Linked DNA regions of Gossypium hirsutum: region 1 is linked to region 2. A link is a contact called in public Hi-C data. All regions are on one chromosome and are shown on one strand. The core of a region is the stretch at or near the end of the contact, and the rest is flanking DNA. Distances in the headings are between cores, read along the strand shown.

Region 1 (2,829 bases), core at 187-2,686, 230 kb after region 2:
AGCTCAAAATCATCAATTTCTCTTTAATGAAAACTTGCTAAAAACTAAACAATTGAACAAATTAATACATGAGCTAGCTAAATCAAGCTCTGATGATCATAAATCTATAATAATTTGAAGAAATTAACTTAATTACTTATAGAATTTGGATGGCTGAATGTATGAGGAATTTGATGCTTTTTATTTTCTTTTCTCTTCAAGGGACGGTGGAAGAAGATGAAGAATGTCATCTTTCATCCCACTTAGTTGTTATATATACTATGATTATTCTTAATTAATATGAATTAAACTAATTAATTTACATTTACATTATTTAACCATTATCATTAAGGTTAACAATCATCATTTCCCGCTAACCATATGAAAACAATGATTTAATAACCATTTTAGCCTTTTAGATAATTGTTATCTAGTTTCTCAAACATTTTCTAAATTAAAACTTAATAGCGATTGAACTTTTACCACTTAGCCTTTGAGCTTTAATTAACTATTTTCTTGGTTAAATTTCTTAACCGATCTTCAATATATTTTTTAGTAACTCCATTAATATTTCATCCTTATGGACTCAGTTTACAGATATATAATTTTAAAACTGTATTTTTCGATAACACTTAAAATCAGGTCGTTACAACTCTTCCCTCCTTAAAAAATACGATCAGTCATCATAATTGGTCCATTACAATTTACTAAACTGATAAATCAATGGTTATCTTGTTAGTTGAGGTTGTAAAATATTAAAATACTAACATGGGAACAATACCACAAAATTTAATAATTTTTAATAACATATTATACAAAAAAATTTAATTTGTTGTCATTACAATAAAAATAATATAACATTTAACATATTCAAGAAAAAAATGAATTACACTAATAATAACAAATAGTAGGGGGAAACACACATACAGAATAAACTGAGTTATAGTAACAAGTATTGAAATAATTTTAAAGTATTTGAAGAGATTAAGGTTTGAATCTGTAAAGGATGGGGTAATAGGGGAAGTAGAAGGGATTTATAAGTTTTGGGAGAAGTTGGCGAACAAAATCTAAAGCCAAACCTTAACACCTATAGGCCAACTAAGGTCAAACCCGTATCAAGTGAAGTACAAGATCCTTGATGGAATCTTTGAAGTTCACTTTAACTTCAATACACATAGATGTTAAGTTCAGTATACAGTTATCACTTAATTCCTAGGGAATGTATGTCAAATTTCGTTACAAAATTATGCATGTGGATGAAATTGTTTAATATTGAAAAAAAAAAGCACACGTTTTAGAAAATAATCTGGAAAAAAAAAATAAATGTCAACATTGTATTCCTAGTGTTCCATAACAGGCCAATTGAACGAACGAACTTAAGCCACTTACGATGTGGCCACGTGTACATTCCTTTCGTCCAATTACCCGCAGCGCGAACCGGTCAGCAACGGATCTTTGTTTCTTTAGTTTTTGGCTTTCTTTTCTCTCTCTTCACGCAAAAAAGGAAAAAAAACTTTCAATACCGCCATTTCTCTTATAGTTTTTTTCCTGAATTTCTTCGTTTTAACAAATATTTAATTAATAAAAGAAAATTAGAGGGACGAAAGGACCGCTAATATTCTGTGATTTTATTGTTCATTTTTTTTCCATTTTGCATTGTTTTATCGAGAAATCGAATTGTTTTAGCTCGCTATGTCGAATCCCCATCTGCTAAATTCAAGAATTTCCTTCCATTTTCTCGTTTGGTGGATCTTGTTTGGCTGTTTTCCAGGTAATATAACTTTCCCGAGAAAAATGTACAGAAACGGGAATTCCGGACTTGTTTTCTGGTAGCCGATTGTTGTTTAGGATTCGTTTAATATATGAAATTCATGTTATTGAGCTGAAAATTCGAAATGTAAGAATCTCTCTTTTTCTTTGATTTATTTTAGGATTAATTTCATCGTTTGAGGTTACATTGGATTCAATTGAAATATTCCGCACGCATGATTGGATTTCAAAACCGACTGTTTATTTCGAATGTAAAGGAGAGAACACCACGTTGTTGCCCGATGTCACCAAAATCAACGTCGTTTATTCGTTCAAGGGACAAGAATCTTGGCAGGTTCTTAAATAATGCACCTTGATTTTCAAATTTCAAAACTATTTTCTCTTGATCGTATTATTACTAATTAGTAGAGAATTGATGTTAAAACAGAGATTTATGCCTAGTTTTAAGTTTAAAAAGGGTGTCTTCCGTTGTTCTGTTTAGAAATTTTATGCTTCTACTTATGTTTATTGGTTAGGATTTTACCATAACATACTTGAACTTAACATTGATATTTATGTATTTCTGAACGTCGATTATTAAGAAATTAGATTACTTATGCTAACGGGAAATTTTGTATCAGCATGCATAAGTAATTGACTATTTCATGAACATAATTAATGAGTCACATATACATTTTGAACCATAAATTTATTCAAGAGAATAGGCATAAGTGACCTAATTTGTCAATAATAAAAGTTTAGTGATTTAATTTGATGAAATTAAAAGTTTATGACCCATATGATAGTTTGTAGTAAAACAAGTGACCTAAAATCTAATTTCCTAATTATTCGTATCATATACTCTAAAATACCTTGTTTTTGCTAATGGAAACTCATTGGAAGTTATAATCTTTGAATTTTCTCTTTTGTACGGATGCTGGCGTAATATAGATCCTTATTATGCATTCAATCACTACATAGGAATTGATTAAATTTTAAAATTCTTTTATTAGCACAATTATTTAATTGTACCTCTAACTTTATATAAATAATAATTTTATTCTTTCTTTAATTTTTCGGTTTCTTTTAATTTTTAAATTT
Region 2 (3,300 bases), core at 304-2,803:
CAGATGAAAACACCCTTATCTATAAGTTGGGCCTCATCAAACCGGTGTTGCGACATCACAGATGTTGCGACATTGAACATTGATTGCACCCCTTTTTCGCTTCGAAATTGGTTGTCGTGACATTAGACTTCAAATATAATTTCTTTAAGTTTGAAGTTGGGTGTCATGACATTGATAGTTGGTTGTCGTAAAATTAATGCCTTAAAGCTCCTTTTTGCTTCAAAGTTGGATGCCGCGACTTTCATCTTTGATGTTGTGACATTCTAGGGCAGTCCACTAACTCCTCAACCTAAGACGATGTTCTACATACTCAATCAACACATCAATCTTCCCTTAGGTCCAAACTGGCCTAATAGGTCATAAAACCACACTAAAAGCTCGTTTTATTCAATTTAAACTAAAAACTAAATAATTCTAAAATAAACATTAAATACGTAAAACTACTTGAATACAAGCTCCTTGAGTCATGAAAAGATCTTAACTTGCCACTGTAAATTGTGACAAATCAGTTTATATAGGGTTCAAACTCAAATCAAAACTCAATTGGATGTCTTAAGACATGTTATCCCTTTGTTTTTTTTTTCGATGATAGAATGTCGAGACTTTGGGGTTCATGTCTCTAGACTTGGCATCTTATGTCTCTAGATAGGTCTCGAGACATATCTCTCATGTTTCAAACCTTTAACTTCAATGTTTATGTGTCTTGAAATAAATGAGTTCTTGTCTCGAGACTTGAAACTAAGCAAACCTATTTTAGTAAACCCTCAACTCGCTTGCAAGGTGTATCCAATAATTTTTTAGATTATAATTCTCTTAATGTATGTATGTTTAAAAATCTAAAGAAACAATTAAAAAAAAACTTACTACCATTATAACTCTCTCAATAAATTAATTTAATTATTTAATTGTTAAAATATGCTATTAGTTCATGTACTTATTTAAAATTTGAGATTTAATCTCTGTACTTTAAAAGTTAAAATTTTAATTATTTTACTTTTTTAATTTAAAAATTCTAGTCTAATCATTATTGTTGTTTTTAATTATTGTCAAAATTTGTAAACTTAACATGTTTATTTTTAGTCAATCATATGTGACGTTATATGAGAACAGTTTATTAACATATCAATTTGATAAGTTTTGATAAAAAGTACTAACAATATTAATATTTAGATTGAAATCTTCAAATCAAATAAATAAGAAGACTTCTTTTTTAAGTACAATGAATAAATTTTAAGAATATTTTAATCAGTTTTGTTTGAACCGGACTTGACTAGTCCATTGGATAGGAAGTAACCGAAAGATCAATATGGAAAGTAATTTTGAAATGATTAAATCAAAAACCATTACAAACCGGTTAAACCAACTAAAACTCCATTCAACTGAAAATTTTTAAAAATTTTAAAAATTTTAAAAAATTTTAAAAAATTGATTTTATCCTTAATTAACTTCAACTCAAAATAAAAAGTATGTTAATTGAGAGTCGGTCTTAGCAGGCCATCCGGCCCAACAACAGCGAATGAAGAAAAAGGGTAGGCGAAACGAGAAAACCTTCTTGCCTTTATTATTTAATCCTTAACCAGCGAGTAAGAGAAGACAGTGATCCTCACCGCTCACTCTCTTAGGTCTTGGCTCCTACTCTTCACGCAACTCTACCTACCATTCCGATGGCAACCACCGCCGATAAACCCCTCGCTACCGCAAGAAACTCCGCGGCTCCATCCTCCGTCGCCAATTCATCCGCAGAACCGATCTCTAAGAAGACCGCGGAGCCCGCTCTGCCTTCCACCGATAAGTTAGATCCTCCTAGCTCTGATACTTCTGCTTCTGAAGTACCTCTTAAGGAGAGCGAGGGTTCGAAGACTGGCGGGACTGCTGGGGGCTCCGTCTCTGGGGGTGGCAGCGCTCCCGTTAGCGACATCCAGAAGAAGATTCGCCGAGCTGAGCGGTTCGGCGTACCGGTCCAGTTGTCTGAGCAAGAGAAGCGTAATTCTAGGGCTGAGAGGTAACTACTTTAATCTCCCCGGGTTTATCGGGTATTCAGGGTTTTTCTTTTTGGTTTTGTACCTAGTCGATGAGAACTTCTAACGATAAGAGAAGAATTTGATTTTTTATTTTGATTGATTTCTGAAAATGTCTATTCGGATAAATTTCTTGAAATGGCATTCGATTCTTGGATCTTGAGGTGCTTAGAACCATAGATTATTGCTATTGAATTCGTTCCTGTAGTTTTTCCTTTTGTCTTGCTCTTCATGTTGGAGCTTATCGTATCCTGGATTTTATTAATTTATCCGTTGATTCTCTAGAGGTGACTATAACCCAATTAGATCAAAGTCTTACCTAGTTACTAAGCTTGCTTGCATGTTCGCCTGGGACAACTTGGCAATTTAAGGCAAATCTTAACTTAGTTCTATATAATTAGAGGGAAACTATATGGCTTCTTAAAGCAGTGTTACAAGGAACGGAGATCAGTCTGATATTAAAACGAAAATTGAAAGGTAACTTGCTACTTTTGTGAAACCTAAGTCGATAGGGTAGTCTTATCCAGCTAAGTTTAGCAAGAACAAAATACTATAAATTGGATGTGTGTGTATGGTTTTTAATATAAATACATAATTCTAATTAAATGAATAGATAAATTTTGAAGTTCCTGAATGATTTGTTTTACGTTATAATTTTGGAGTGAACAATTTATTAAGGGACTTTAGTCTTACTGAATTGGGTTGCTAGTGTTCCTTGATGGGAACGTGCAAACCAATTTGAAAATGGCTGGGAAGATAGTGTTTTCCTGTAACAGAGCCTTAAAATGTTGTAATAGAAGAGTTTTGTTGGTGGTAAAGCTGTAGCTGTGGATGTTGACTTTCATTTCTTGACTTCTTTTTGTTTCTAACTTGTTGAGTGTGGACCAACCATTTTGCAGGTTCGGCACTGGGCCCAGCACGAATGGATCAGAAGCATCTAAGCAATCAGAGGACTTGAAGAGGAAAGCCAGAGCAGAGAGGTTTTGTTCTTTATACCCTTTATGGGGCTGAATATGTGGCTTACATTTGCATTTTTATTCAGTTTGTTGTTTTTGTTGTGGTTTCTCAGGTTTGGGCTTTCTGTACCCACTACGGCTGCTGATGAGGAGGCCAAAAAGAAAGCACGTCTTGCCAGATTTGCACAAGATTCCAAACCTGATACGGTGGAAGAGGAGAAAAGAAAAGCGAGGGCAATTAGGTATGTTCTACTGCTGAAAAGCTGTTTGATTTAATTTTAGAGATATATAAATGCCTTTCTAGAAATCTGTACGAAAAGGTGTAT

The links. Hi-C and Micro-C count contacts between places; a contact is called where the count stands out from the background.
Region 1: a contact with region 2 is called in a Hi-C map of leaf, with 2.7 times the contacts expected there. The contact joins the promoter of LOC107925997 here to the promoter of LOC107920028 in region 2. A contact is called at or near these places in 10 of 34 Hi-C or Micro-C datasets (callus, fibers, hypocotyl and 2 more).

What each region holds. Positions count from the first base shown.
Region 1 is chrD13:26,583,501-26,586,329 of Gossypium_hirsutum_v2.1, forward strand. It overlaps LOC107925997, which reads left to right and starts at 1,437. Exons shown (of 4, transcript XM_016856765.2): 1 at 1,437-1,750; 2 at 1,911-2,083. The coding sequence starts at 1,672.
Region 2 is chrD13:26,349,319-26,352,618 of Gossypium_hirsutum_v2.1, forward strand. It overlaps LOC107920028 (protein MODIFIER OF SNC1 11), which reads left to right and starts at 1,554. Exons shown (of 7, transcript XR_005922849.1): 1 at 1,554-2,002; 2 at 2,918-2,998; 3 at 3,088-3,216.